Regions from separate parts of the Mus musculus genome. Here all the other regions are linked to region 1. A link is a contact called in public HiChIP or PLAC-seq and promoter capture Hi-C data. All regions are on one chromosome and are shown on one strand. Each heading gives the region's core, a stretch centred on a gene start, on an enhancer-like site or on the middle of the called end of the contact. The rest is flanking DNA. Distances are from core to core; before and after follow the strand shown.

Region 1 (2,700 bases), core at 149-2,648:
CCTGAAACTGAGCAGATTCCCTAGGCTCCTCCCTGCCAGAGTAAGCAGGGAGTAAGAAGACTCAGAACAAGAAGAGCAGCCTTCGAGAGATTTAGACCAACTGAGGCACCTGGGAAGGATATTCTCCAACCTGCTGAGCTGCCTGCAGGCAGTGGGAAGAGCTCCAGGTTCCCAGCTTGGTGAGCTGTCACCCATGCTGGGTGGGCTTTGGTGATGCAGCTGTCTCTGAGTCATTCCTGCTCCTGTAAGCAACCCTTCACCCATATTCCTCTAAGTAACTCCAGCAAAACTCATTAATTCATGAAGCTGGATATTGGTACTATCTGTACTTTAGGCTGTCGTGGGCTCCCTATCTGGGGTGAGCAGACAAGTGTGTTTCATCTCCCCAGGAAAGGTGTGTGTGTGTGTGTGTGTGTGTGTGTGTGTGTGTGTGTAGATTCACAGCAAGCTGCCCAGGGTCCCCCATGCTGCACCCCCCAGGCAGTGCTACTGGTCACATGCAAAGCCTCCCAGAACTGCTTTGTGCGGGGAGTAATGGTAAAGCAATGGAGGCCAGGAAAGAGTTGGCGAACACCGTAAGCAACAGATCTTCATCCTGCCGAAGCCTCTCCTGCACACAGAGGGAGCCAGACGAAGCCATTTCTTTAGGAAGAAACCAGCTACAGGAGGGAGGGGGGCTGGGATCAAGGAGAAGGCAGAAAGGCCCTTGGTTTATCGGTTCCATAGCTATAGATTAATAGACCTGTGCCCAGAGAGGATGCTTCACATAGCAATGGAGGCCTCCAGCCCACCTAAGATTCTTCCTACTCTATCCTGCCTGCCTCTATGCCGTGCTTGGAGTTTTTCCTGGTCAGTGAAGTTCTTTCCAGTGTCTTCCCACATGAAGAAGAGGGGGGCAGAAATGAAGGCGGTGGGCATCCCCAACACACTCAGCCTCTTTTACACCATTAGCATCTCCCTTGTAGTCAATACTGAAGCCCAGAAAGGGGACTCAGAGTCAGCCTCTCTCCCCACCGGAAACCATCAACAAGGTTATCTCAGAGCTAGCTCAGGTTATCTCAGAGTTTAACAGGTGATGGCTCCTTTCAGCACCACTTCCCGGGAGTTCCAACCTGGGAGGTCTTCCGCGGCTGAAAGCCTGCTTCCACCACCCAGGGCCCAACAGAGCTATGAAAGTCAGGACTTGAAGTGAGTGCCAGGCCCTGACTGTGGTTTCTGGGGATGAGAGGAACACTTGGTGCCTACGCAGGACCAGAGAGGGAGGGGCTCGGCTTGGGCCAGCAGCGGCTGTGTAAGCTGCCCCGCCTGTCGGCGTGGGGACGTGAGAAGCGCTGCTTCCTGGCTCCTGTCCCGCGCCTGGCCGCCCCGCCACGTCACCGCGCGGCCAAGGGTGCGCGCGGCGGGAGCGCGCCAGCAAGGAGGCGCGGCACCGGCCTGGGGCACCGCGAGGAGCAGGGACGGGGACGTGGCAGCGCCCCGCGCAACAGAAAGTTCCCTGGGAAGTTCTGCGCGACACGGCGCGGGAGCGGCGGGCGGGACCATGAACGTGTTCCGAATCCTCGGGGACCTGAGCCACCTCCTGGCTATGATCTTGCTCCTGGTGAAGATCTGGAGGTCCAAGAGCTGCGCCGGTGAGCGGCGCCCGGGGCGGGGCGGGACCGGACCATGGTGAGGACTTAGGCTCAGAGGGAAGCCGGGCGCGCGCGCTTCCAAAAACTTCAGCGAAGTTTTTCGACATCAGAGGATCCGGGAGATTATGAGGGAGCGTGGCTTCTGTCTCCATGAAGAGCCCTACCTCACGCTTCTCGCCCTATCCTTAACTGGGCAGCTGGCAGTATCACGGCTGCTGGGCGAGGAGTGGAGGGGGACCTTCCCCTGGGAGGAGACCATATTTGAAGTCGCCTTAGTCGTCGAGTCTTCATTCTCTCCTGCCTTTTATTTCCCCAGAGAGAGCCTTTTCCTGCCAGCTGGTGATATCAGCCTGGCCCAGGGATGTGGAGCTGGCTCTGAGTGGAAGGCGTTGGAGGGGCTCGCGATTTGTCTACAGGTCTAGCGGCCTTGCTGGGATGGGAAATATCTGGAGGCTGGGTTGATGATTTCAGTCCCCGGGTTAATAAGAAGCTGCCCATTGTCTTTCAGCCATCTCCGTTCCTAGCGTTCCCTGCCTGTCCCAGGCATGCAATTGAGTGTGAGCTCAGACTCTACCAGAGCTGGGGAGGCAGAGAGCAGCTGAGGGCTACGTGGACAGAGAGGATGGGCAGGGTATGTGCTCAAGGTACAGGGTACGGTGTTGAGAACACCCGTGCAAATACGTAGAAGCCACAGGGCATAGGGCATGTCCTGGGAAGGACACAGGAGGAAGAGGAATCCAGAAGGTAGGATGGACTAATGGTGAAAGGCTTTTTCCGGTCACATTCGGGATCCAGGATGAAGGAAACCATCGAAGAAGTAGGAGCAGAGGCAGAGGCTCAGCAGGTCTCTTGAGACTCCGGAAATGGAGGTTGAGAGCATTTTGAGATGTCACCTGGGAGGCTGATCAGGAGAGGGACTTGGTTGAGTATGGATCAGACACATTTTGGATCCAGTGGCTCTGGACTGAATTAGACGTTACCGGGGGTTTGTAGTAGTCAGTTGCCTGAGAGATCGTCTCTCACGGCCCTTCTGCTTGCTGGGCCTGTGACTTTGCTTTAGAGGTCCGGG
Region 2 (2,700 bases), core at 40-2,539, 800 kb before region 1:
GAGAGAGAGAGAGAGAGAGAGAGAGAGAGAGACGCACACAGGCACATACAGACACACAGACACATACAAGCTCTCTCCCCTCCAAATATTCCAAGGAAGCCCTGCTGAGCCACAGATTGTGTGTGTGTCTGTGTGGCAATGGGGGTCTATCCTGAGTCAATACACATCCTTTCCACATGCATATACCACCCCACCAGCCAACACACCCACCCTCTACCCCCTCCTAGCCAGTAGCAGTACACACACACACACACACACACACACACACCACTAGGCAATGGTGGGGCTCAGTCAGAGCTGCAGTCTGTCCGTTTATGCTGGTGCTTCTGTCCCACACCAGCCCTGCCGAGGGGAAAAAAATCCAAGTCCTTGCAAGGGTCCCAGCATACCCTAACTCTGGTCCCCCTACTACATTCACAGTGCCCCTGAGAGATAGGGGGCAAGTCGAAAGCCGGTCCCTTCCCCCTGGGCTAGAGATCTAGCCACCCTGTGAAGCCCCCCTTACCAGTGAGATGAATTCCTTGACCCGCCACGACTCAGTGAAAAGCGGGCCGGAGCTCTGGTTCGCCAAAATGGGGGCCAGAGAGGTGCGGCGTGGTACTGGCTAGCAAAACCCTGCTCAAGCTTCTGCATCACCACCGCGAAAATGTTCACCTCGACGCTCGTCCTCCCTGCCCTCCCACCACGCCTCCGCCCAGCCTCTCCCCCACCACCTTGCGCAGGGTGGTCCCTTGGGGGTCTTATGGGGGATCCCCAGACCAAGAAGAACCAAGAAGAGTGGCTCTCCCTGCCTCATCCTCCCCTCCCAGGTCCCTTTCCAAGCCCCACCCCCGCTGGCGGCCAGGGAGCCCTCAGCTCAGCCTGGATTCCCGGGGTCCCCGCCAGCCGCCTGCAGCACTCGGATCCGGAGGAATCCACTCACCTCCAGTCCTGACTGGGATCCGAGCGGGATGCCACCACCTCCCGGCAGCGGCTGCTGCGGGGCCTGCGCCGGAGAGCGAGCGTGAGCGCGGGTGCGAGTGTGCGCGGCGGCCGGCCGTGGCTCTGTGCGTGTCGTGTGTCTGTGGCGTGGCCCGGGCGTGTGTGTCTGTGAGCGTGCGTGTGCGCGCAGACACTGCCACCCCCGCCTCCCGCCGCGTAGGGCTGCTGCCCGCAGAGGGCCCGGGTGCTGGGCGGAGGACCTCAGGGGCTGGCGATCACTGCGTCTGTCGGTCCGTCCGGCTCTGTAGCCAGATCCCTTCACAGGCCTCTCTCCGCTGCAGACCCTCCCGCCCCTCCGCCGTCTGCTTCCACGGCCACAAGCGCGCTCCCAGACACACGCCACGGGGCGGGGGCCGCGCTGGGCTCTGGCGCTACTGCAGCTGCAGCGCCCTGTGAGGTGGCTGCACCGCGGACCGCCAAGCCCCGGGCACCCGCCGAGCGCGCCCCCCGGCCCCGCCCCACCTCGGCCACCTCTCTCCGGGCTATGTCTCAGTTCACCCCACCACCGCCTCCTCCAGCTCATTCAACAGCTGGAGGCAAAGTTGCCCCGGGTGCAGCGCCCTGCTCGAGGACAATCTCATCCCCAACCCCGCTTCCCCCCTTCCCATGCCCGAGCACCCCTTTCCGCCTGCGCCCTGACCCGGTGTTCCGCGTGTAACCACTGGAGAGCACTGCGGTGGAGCTGCTGCGTTCCCATTTTGCAGGCGGGACAGCTGAGGCGGGTGAGCAGAGTGCTTGCCCAAAGTTTATACAGCGAGTCCGAGTCCGTGGAGTCTCCCAATTCTCCCTGCCTCCAAACCAAGGCATTTGGCTACCCCTCGCTGCCTTACCCCATCCCCGGGAGCATATTGGGCTCTGTGGCCACAAAGAGAAACTTCCTAAGGCCTTCCTGGCCACAGCTTAAGCTCCGCTTCAAACACAGACACCACCACCATCACCACCACCACCACCACCTGCAAGGGAGTCTCCCTGCAAGGCAGCGGTAGTTGAGGCTCTGCACCCGAAGCTGGGCACACAAGCAGCTGGTGGGAGTCTGGGCTGATGTCAGGAGTCTCCTCCAGCCGTTGTGACCCGCCAACCCAGACAGTTGAGCTCTGCCGCCGCCAGACTTTGTGCTTCGCAATCACTTTTCCGGGCCGCATTCACCAGAGCCTGTCCTCAGGTGGTGCACAGCGACTCAGCCCGGCTGCTGGAACTCCTAACAGGCCTGGGCTGAGTCTGGACAGATGAATGGGAGCTGATGGGTAGGAGTTGCTCAGCTGAAGGAAGTGGAGAAGGGTATCCCAGACTGCGGGAACGACATGTGCAAAGTCACAGAGGCGGAAAGCATCCTGGTGTACTTAGTACAGAGGGACCCGTGGAGTTGGGTAGCACTAGAGCAGAAAGAAATGCTGTACAAAATCGCCTCGCTCTTGTCATCCGAGGACAGGAAAGTAGCCCAGGATAGGACCAGAAGGGTAGATAAGCGCTGAGACCCAGGCCACCTGTTATGTCACAATTTAGAGAGACTGTGGGGTGTCTCACCTCTAAGCCTCCCGACCTGTACCTTTTTGAGTGGCAGGCGCATTTCTTCCTACCCATCCTTCAGATCTTCTTTGCAGACCCAATGAAACCTTATGCTGCCTCTGTCTACTAACCTAATCCCCTTCCCCGAAGAGGGACCATAAGAACTCAGGGTTCCCTAACCGAGGCTAGGCACCGAGGTGGGTCCAGCTCCAG
Region 3 (2,700 bases), core at 67-2,566, 660 kb after region 1:
CTTGAGAGGGAGACAAGTTATAGAGGTGGTGTACTGGTTTTTAGGTCACAACAGAATGCCTCAAATCAAGAAAAAGTGTCAGGGCTGGAGAAATGGCTCAGTGGTTAAGAGCACCCTTCCAGAGAATCTGAGATCAAGTCCCAGCACCCATGTCAGGTGCTTCTGACTGCAATCCAGCAGGGCTCTGGGGATATTTAGATCATTTAGAGCCGGGTGTTGGTGGTGCACGCCTTTAATCCCAGCACTCAGGAGGCAGAGGCAGGCAGATCTCTGTGAGTTCAAGGCCAGCCTGGTCTACAGAGTTGAGTTCCAGGACAGCCAGGGCTACACAAGAGAATCCCTGTCTTGAAAAAACAAAATAAATAAATCTATCATAGGTGACCTGAGTGCTAGAGATGCCCATTATAAGCAGCATCCTGGGGGTGGGGGGTGGGGAAGAAGAATGGAGAAACCTCCAAGTCTGGGGTTGAATCCCAGATCCAGCACATTCTGTCACCCTCTGCGCCTCATGGGTGGCTTTGTGCATTGATGAAGAGGGTGGAGGCAGAAGGATGTACAGAGGCCAACACATCCGAGCAAGACACAAACTAGCACGGACACTGTGTCGACCCAGTACCCAGTGTTTTAGACGCTTTCCTGTACCAGGCCTCTGCATAGGGCTACAGTGATGTACACACCGGTCAGGACTTTGTCACACCACCACACAGGAGGCCTGTGCCCCCAGCCACAGTATGCCCACAATCACGCCACAGTACGGATCTATCTACACACCCCATGCACATAAGGGCCAATCTATCACACGCTGCAGAACACAGACACACAGATCCACTCACACGCAGAGCCCGACAAGCACTTTGGCCAGCTCCGCCTCACACAGCACACACACCCGCACAGGACGCCCGGGCAGTGGGCCGGCGCACGCACGGTCACAGGCAGGGCACGCGCACACTCGCGCGTCCGATTGCTGCGCACACACACACACACAGAAACACACACATACACACGAAAGAGGCGCGGGGCGGTGGCGGGAGCTCGCGGTCCAGGCGCCCCTGGCCCGGAGCGCGCAAAGCCCGGCTGGCGGGGGAGGGGACGCGGCCGCGCGGGGGCGGGGCGGGGGCCGGCGGGAGCGGGCACCTCCAGCGCAGCGCTCGGCCTCGCCGCCGCGCCCCCGCTACCGCCCCGGGGTGCAGTCAAGCGGCCGCGCCGGGCCCGCGGGACGGGGTGGAGGTGGGGTGGGGGGCGGGGATCGGGCCGGGCCCGGGCCGCGCTGCCTGCGATGCCGGGCGCCCGCCGCAGCCGCCGCCGCCGGAGCCCGGGATGGGGCGAGGAGAGGCTGCGGCGGACGCCAGCATCTCCCCGCCGGGGACCCCGGGGGCCCCGGAGCCGCCGCCGCCGCTGCTTCTACCGCCGCTGCTGAGACCCAGCGGACGATGGGTGAGTTGACCCTGGAGCCGGGGACCCGCGCCGCAGCCCTGCATCTTCCCCGCACCCCAGGCCTCGCCTCCGCGTCCTCCCCACTCCCGTCTCCCCCCGTGGTGGTCCCGCAGCCCCGGGGGCGGGGGCATGGGGCCGAGTAGGGGCGAGATGTGGGGGACTGCTTAACCGGCGCCCCCTGCCCCCACCCGCCTGCTCTCCGCAGCTCTCCGTGGCCGCGGGGCAGAGCCTGGCGCGGCGACCCCCTCCCTTGGCTGGACCGGGGTGGGGTGGGGGCGTCCCGAGGCGCGGAGCTCCAGCCATGCTTTGTGCGCTGCGCTCCCTTCCACCTCCGGCGCAGCTCGGGGCTGGGGGCGCGAGGCCTCAGCTCTTGCCTTCCCCACCCCCGATCCCGGGCTGCTGCGGCTGCTGGCCGAGGCCCAGGCGCGGTTGGGGTGCTGGGCGAGTGTGGGGGCTGTGGCTGGAGCTGTAACTACAGCTGCCTTAGTGGGGAGCAGGGAAAAGCTTAGCATGAGAGGCCCCCACCTTCTACTGGGGAGGGGTCTCCCTCTCTTTGCACTGCACTGCCCAGGGCGGAGGAGGGCTCCTGGCTGGGGGAGGGCGCTATAAATATCTACAAATAGTTCTAGAACCGGGCTGGGGTGGGGAGGGGAGCTTGCTTGGTTGTGCTAGTGGCGGGGGTGCCTGAGCTGGGGCGCAGCATCTCTGACTGCTGCGCCCCAGTCATCTCCGATGGCCTGAGGTCTGATGATGTTCCCTCGCCTGCGGAACTCAGAAGGGGGATGTAGGCAGGAACATTTTCCCTACTGGGATTTTTCTGTGGTCCTCCATCATCTCTGGGACACGGGTGCAGAAATGCCTTCATGGGGGATTGACCTGGAGGGACACAGTTATTAAAGGTCCAGGCAATGAGCCAACCGTGAGGATGACAGGGAGAGCAAGACAAGGCTCTCTCCTTCTGGGAGCTGGCAACTCCAGGATTATTAGTGCTGCCCAACGCTAAGGAGATAGGCAGGGTTTCTGGGAAAGTTAGAAAGAGGGGCTCTTTGCTCTAGGGAGGAAGAACCTACTGGAAGACGGAAAAGTTCCCAGGGCTGAAGAAATAGTAAGAGAAAGGACCGAGAGATGTGCTCTCTGGTGTGTTGAGAGATGGTGTGTAGCATGGTGGGACACTGAACCACGAGGAGAAATGAGCTGAAGAGTGGGTATCCATGTGTGGCCAGCTGTGGTTGTATAGTGATTAGTACTGTATGTTATGGTTGCAAC
Region 4 (2,700 bases), core at 121-2,620, 710 kb before region 1:
TGAGCAGCGTGAAGTGTTCTGGGTAGTAGAATTCCAGGGCTTCCAGGAAGGCCTCGAAGCCCCTCTTGCCCCGGCAGCGTAAAATGTCTATGAGGCGCCCTGAGGGTAAAGGTTGTGACAGGGGTCAGGATGAGGTCTTCCCCCAGTGCCCCTGCTCTCCACCCCGACAATGCTCCAGGGCCTACGTTCCCCAGATTTTTGGGCTGTGACACACACCGGGGCCTGTCCCAACACATCAGGGAGCAAAGCTCAGTCTGCCCTGGCTAGGAACACCAGACCCTCCCCAGAGCACCTGCACTGGAGCAGGTCCCCAGCAACCCCTACACACACACACACACACACACACACACACACACACACACACACACACACACACACACGTTACGCATGCCCGGGGGCATCGGATGCCTGCGTTTCCCAGGCAAAATGCTCTCATTGACTTAAGTTCCCTGATACTTTTAGTCCCTCTGACAGTCCTGGTACAAAGACGCCCAGTGGGAGAGGAGCCTCGGAGAACTGAGCCCGGATTTGAGCTCTTGAGAAAAACTGATTCTTTAAGGGATACACAAATGGGACAGAGAGAACCAGAGAGGTCAAAGAGCACAGTAAAGATCCCACAGGGGTCGCCATCGGCACCGGCAACCACATCCAGCTGTCTGCTCTGGAGCGGGCCTAGGAAGGGAGAGGAAACCCCTGGCGGCGGGCTCACCGGTACGGTTAGCGCGGCACGGGAAACGGTAGGTGCTGAGCACCTCCTCCTCGTCCTGTTCGTCCAGGACGCGGCACTGGCGCAGATACGGCGTGAGCTTGGCCGGATTCAGGGCGCGCGTCAGTCGGTGCCGGACGCCCTCGATCCGCTCCCACAGCGCGTCCTCTTCGGCCTCCGACCCCGAACCCGCCCCAGCCTCCTCGTCAGCCTCGCCCGCGTCCGCCCGGCCCTGCATGGCCGCGTCCTCCGAGCCTGCGGGCGACAAGCACGGTGGGCACGGAGCCGCGGTCACCGCACCTGGGCGTCGCCCGCGGGTCCCGGCGCTGTCGGGCTCCGTCTTCCCGGGATCCCAAGCTGCTCTGCCTGCACCCTCCCGGGTCCCCGAGAGGTCACGCCCGCGTCCTCCCGGGCGTCCCGTCGGCGTCCTTTCACGTCCCCACGCTGCTGTCCCGCCCGTGTCCTCCCCGCACTCACCACGGGCGCTGCAGCTGCCCTGAGCTCCCGGCTCTGTGCTCGGCCGACGGCTCCGGAGGCGCGACGGGGCGGTGCCTTCGGGGTCATTGGCTCCGCCCCCAGCCCGGCGGCCTCCCGGGCCACCCAACATTGCCCGCGACCCGCTGCGCTCCGGTCGTCCTCCCGGCCGCTCTGCGGGCCAGCCGCGCCTCCCCACCCCCCACCCCCGCTTCCTGTTTCCCGCCGGCTCTCCGGGCCAGTCCTGGCGGGGTCCGCACGGCCCTCCCACACCTGCCCGGCCCCCGACGGGGCGGAGCCGCCACGCGCGCGCCCACACCCCGCGCGCCACCGCCAGGGCCACTGCCGCCGCTGCTGCTCACCTTGTCCCCCACCATGAGCACAACACCAGCCTGCACCCTCTACAAGCCCGACTCCCGGTGCAGCTGGCCACCCGGAACCCTGAACGCGACAAGTGTCCGCTCCACTAGCCACACACGCCCTGAAGTCAACAGGTCACACCAACTTAGCGAGCTCTGGGCTCGGACCTCATATACAGAGCCCCATCATTCCCACTTAAACTCGCATGGTAGGTATATTCACTCTGCTGAAAGTCACATAATACATATCTGTCTTTCAGGAAATATCTGCAAAGTGTGGGACAGGGCCTCAGAAGCTAGCAGAACTTTCACACGTGTCCATGTTCTGGGATAATGGCCTTACAAGTGTTGAGCAGGACTTCGACCGGAGACAGACTACTCACGTGCCTCTCCCTCCCACAAACACCCTGTGCCTAGGCACTTGAAAGCCCCGGTCAGCTGTGAGTCTCTCTCTGTGTGTGTCTCAGCTTTGCATTCATTTGCATCCTGTTCCCAGCTAGGCCTCTTATCTGCCGGTGACCTGGACAATTGCCCCTCCACAGTCTCAGTGTTCCCGAACACGCTGCCAAGAGCTCACATCTTTCACCAAGCCCAGGACAGCCTGTGTGGGCAGCAGAGGGGAGGGGTCATGGGCACCTTTCCAAAGAAGGGAGTCAGTCCCTGCAAGTGTCCAGACTGACTGCACTTTCATTCCTGAGTCAAGTTGATGGCACACGGGGACCAGGATGCTTGCATTTCTAAATGGCCGTTCCTGCGGGGTGGGAGGGAGTGTGGTTAAAATCAATTACATTTGAAAAGGCAGCGTCAAAACTCCCTTCTGCCTTGGAGACTAATACTCCCACAATAAGGTCCTGTAGTCACATGCTAGAAGCTCTCTGGGCACTGGAAAGTGCCCTCGGGGTGGCGAGAACAGGGTTAAGAGGACACAGAGGATCTGGAAAGATGTGTAGGTCCCCAAAGCCACCCATACTTTCCGAATTAGATGCATCACTCACCCAAGGAAACAAGGTTGACCACAACCCCTGAACAGCCCCTGCAGTAAAGAAACTAGTTTACCTACATAACCTAGTTCCTTTCCCAGCCTTGAAGAACCACAGACTTTTGCTGACTTGGTTTTGTTTGGAGTATCACCAGTTCACCTGCAGAAGCAGCTCTGTAGAA
Region 5 (2,700 bases), core at 48-2,547, 620 kb before region 1:
TCTGCCTTCTCAACTCCCCATCAGAGAGCCAGGATTCCACTGATGAGAGGCTGTGGCTGTTCCTGGCCAGTATGTTCTGGCTGCAGCAGCTGCTGGGACCCCTCTGGGCTCCTCCCACACTCGATAGGACTTCTTAAATGGGGAAAGCGGCTGAGTGAACACCATGTGCCAGACCTGTGCTGGGTACACAGAGATGTCTGGAGCAAAGGGAAGTCTTTGAGGAGCACACCAACTCTCTACCCCCACACAGTAGGTGCTCAAGTGGTATGGCTCTGAACTGAAACTAAGAGAGCAAAGCTTGGTGTGGTGCACAGGGCTTCCTGTAGTCACCCTTCCCCCTCCCAAGCCTGAAGGGTGCATACTGAAGTCAGCTTGCAGTTGCCCACCGGCTCTCTTGCTCTGTAGCTATGAACACCTATTGTATGCTCAGGCTGGTGTTCAGCGGAACATTTCAAAGAGAAAATCGGGTTTGGGGGTTCAGAGCAGCACCCATACATATCAAGGCCTGACAAGAAGGAAGGGCAGGCGCCTGGGACATTTGCTAAAAGAAATGAGAAAGAGTTTTACAAATAGGGGAAGCGGTCAAAGCTTGGGACTCTTTAAAGTGTAGAGTGACAGGACCTCAAGGGCTGACGAGCAGACCAAGCAGACCAGGGTATCTTGTTTACCCTGTGGCATAGACTGGACAAGGACAGTTGTCCTACCAAGCTACTATACACAATGAATGCAGAATTTTGGGGACTGATCCAAGGACATTAGTATCTGGTAGTCCCAGGTACCCCAAGTTCTGAGCCAGTGGTCCAGCAGGCAAGGGGGATGGTCAGGGAATAGTATGGTGGAGAAGAAGTCCCCAGGCAGCATCCCCTAGTGACTGGCCTGCACAGGTCCTGAAGGCCTGTCCCTTCTAGGCAGCCTTCCTTTCCCTCTAAGAGAGCAAAGGTTGTTTATACCCAGGGCGGTGATGGCAGGAGCAGCTTACCTGCTTCCCGCCACCCGCCGCGGTGACAGGACAGGCTGCGGGAAGGAAGAGCCCGCACTCAACTGCGGACCTCAGAGAGACAGACCGACGGACACTCGGCAGGCGGGTCGGACAACCCGGGGGTCGTTGAGGCCCGGAAGCAGAGAGAGAGAGAGAGAGAGAGAGAGAGAGAGAGAGAGAGAGAGAGAGAGAGAGAGAGAGAGACTCCAAACTTGAGAGAGAGAGAGACTCCAAACTTGGAGAAAGGAGTGACCTGGGGGCCGGGGGCGGAGTCGTGAGCGGGGGAGGAGAGCGCCCGCGCCAGCGCCAGCACCAGCCAGAGGAGCGCGCCGGCCCAGGAAGCCAGAGCGCCGCCCACCCATCCGGGGCGAAGCGCGCGGGGAAGCAGGCTGGGCCGGGGGCTGCCAGCCTCAACCCCCAAGGTGACTCCTCGGCCCCCTGCCCGGACCCAAGATGATGAAGAGGCAGTTGCACCGCATGCGGCAGCTGGCCCACACGGGCAGCTCGGGACGGTGAGTGTCACCCGCTTCTAGCCGTGCTATCGTTTCGCAGGACCTGAGCGAGCGCAGGAGAGTGGGGAACTGGTCACAGAGGTCGAAGATATCTAGGCAGCGGCCCTCTGGCATGCCAGAGCCCTGACCTCGTTTCCTGGGGTCTGAAGTCACTGTGGTCGCACAAGCATAGCTGGCTTTTGCGGGCGGTGGAGGGGGAGCGGGGGAAGGCACCTCCATTCCCGGTTGGAGAGGCTGCTGCAGAGAGCAGAATGCGTCCTGAGCCAAGACGCTGCCTGGAACCTCATTTGTCCCCTCCGGACAATGGGAACAGTTAGCCACCTCTAACTGGAGGGAAGGGGAGGAACGGAGCCGATCGGGGGCCCCAGACCCTGGGGGAAGGGACTGGCAGTGTTCTGGCCTGGGGAGGAGGGGCCTGCTCTGCTCTGGGTGTCCGTCCCCTCCCCCAACCCAGGGGCCTCCTGCCATTTGGTCCTGCTTCTGCTTTTCGTAGGCTCAGGTAGAGACACCCCTTGGTCTCCTCGGTTCCCAGCCCCAAAACTATGGGAGCGGAAGTTTGGGGAGTTTCTCGGAGCCTTTCTTTCTGTCCCTCTTCCCCAGCCTGGGAGTTCCCCATTCTTTGGGCCCAGAGAGGTGACCGTGTATCCAGAAACTTGATCCAGACCTTGCAGTGACACAAACACTTATATGTACCTACGAAGCCAAGCCACTCTGCCCTGAACCCATGTCCCTATGTATCCTTGGGCAGAGTCCCCAGACCTGCCCACAGCTGCAGTCCAATGTCGTATGCCTGTGGGCCTGGCCACCCCGGAGACCAGCTTCCACACTTCCCGTTCTGGGGGCCAGCTTAGGCCTCCTCTTTCCGGGCCAGGCAAACTATTTAGGGGGATGGGGAGATGAGAAACTTTTCCTCTGTCCCGAAGTTGGGCCCTGGGTAGCTCCCTCCTGCTTTTTTCGGTGTCATGGGTCCACCCTCTCCCAGGACACAGCCCTGGGTGGAGGAGGAAGCAGGCATGCATCCTCTTAACTACCATGGAATGTGCTCCAGCTACGATGTGGACGGGCCACCCAGGCTTGGTGGGTCCTGGAAGCATCTTGGGTTCAGGTTCCATGTGCAGGGGTTAGAGGGAGGCAGTGGGTTCCCTAACCCAGACTGACTCATCCAAAGCCCCCTTCCCCCACAGCACCCCGGAGACTGCCGAGTTTTTG

What was found. Promoter capture Hi-C pulls out the DNA fragments that hold promoters and counts their contacts. HiChIP or PLAC-seq counts read pairs in DNA pulled down with a chosen protein or histone mark.
Region 2: a promoter capture Hi-C map of liver shows a contact between it and region 1, with 5 times the contacts expected there. The contact joins the promoter of Elfn2 here to the promoter of Kdelr3 in region 1. A contact is called at or near these places in 2 of 39 promoter capture datasets (both in liver).
Region 3: a promoter capture Hi-C map of liver shows a contact between it and region 1, with 2.7 times the contacts expected there. The contact joins the promoter of Mgat3 here to the promoter of Kdelr3 in region 1. A contact is called at or near these places in 3 of 39 promoter capture datasets (cranial neural crest and liver) and 1 of 115 datasets of contacts at active chromatin or transcription factors (pancreatic cancer cells).
Region 4: a FOXA1 HiChIP or PLAC-seq map of pancreatic cancer cells shows a contact between it and region 1. The contact joins the promoter of Card10 here to the promoter of Kdelr3 in region 1. A contact is called at or near these places in 1 of 39 promoter capture datasets (liver) and 1 of 115 datasets of contacts at active chromatin or transcription factors (pancreatic cancer cells).
Region 5: a promoter capture Hi-C map of liver shows a contact between it and region 1, with 2.3 times the contacts expected there. The contact joins the promoter of Sh3bp1 here to the promoter of Kdelr3 in region 1. A contact is called at or near these places in 2 of 39 promoter capture datasets (embryonic stem cells and liver) and 1 of 9 other capture datasets (liver).

The regions. Positions count from the first base shown.
Region 1 is chr15:79,515,010-79,517,709 of GRCm38.p6, forward strand. It overlaps Kdelr3 (KDEL (Lys-Asp-Glu-Leu) endoplasmic reticulum protein retention receptor 3), which reads left to right and starts at 1,399. Exons shown (of 5, transcript NM_134090.2): 1 at 1,399-1,631. The coding sequence starts at 1,541.
Region 2 is chr15:78,717,482-78,720,181 of GRCm38.p6, forward strand. Elfn2 (leucine rich repeat and fibronectin type III, extracellular 2) reads right to left here and starts at 1,290. Exons shown (of 2, transcript NM_001358692.1): 1 at 923-1,290.
Region 3 is chr15:80,172,405-80,175,104 of GRCm38.p6, forward strand. Mgat3 (mannoside acetylglucosaminyltransferase 3) reads left to right here and starts at 1,317. Exons shown (of 2, transcript NM_010795.4): 1 at 1,317-1,434.
Region 4 is chr15:78,801,672-78,804,371 of GRCm38.p6, forward strand. Card10 (caspase recruitment domain family, member 10) reads right to left here and starts at 1,371. Exons shown (of 21, transcript NM_130859.2): 1 at 1,184-1,371; 2 at 710-961; 3 at 1-99. The coding sequence starts at 1,313.
Region 5 is chr15:78,898,471-78,901,170 of GRCm38.p6, forward strand. Sh3bp1 (SH3-domain binding protein 1) reads left to right here and starts at 1,298. Exons shown (of 18, transcript NM_001316684.1): 1 at 1,298-1,491; 2 at 2,676-2,700. The coding sequence starts at 1,433.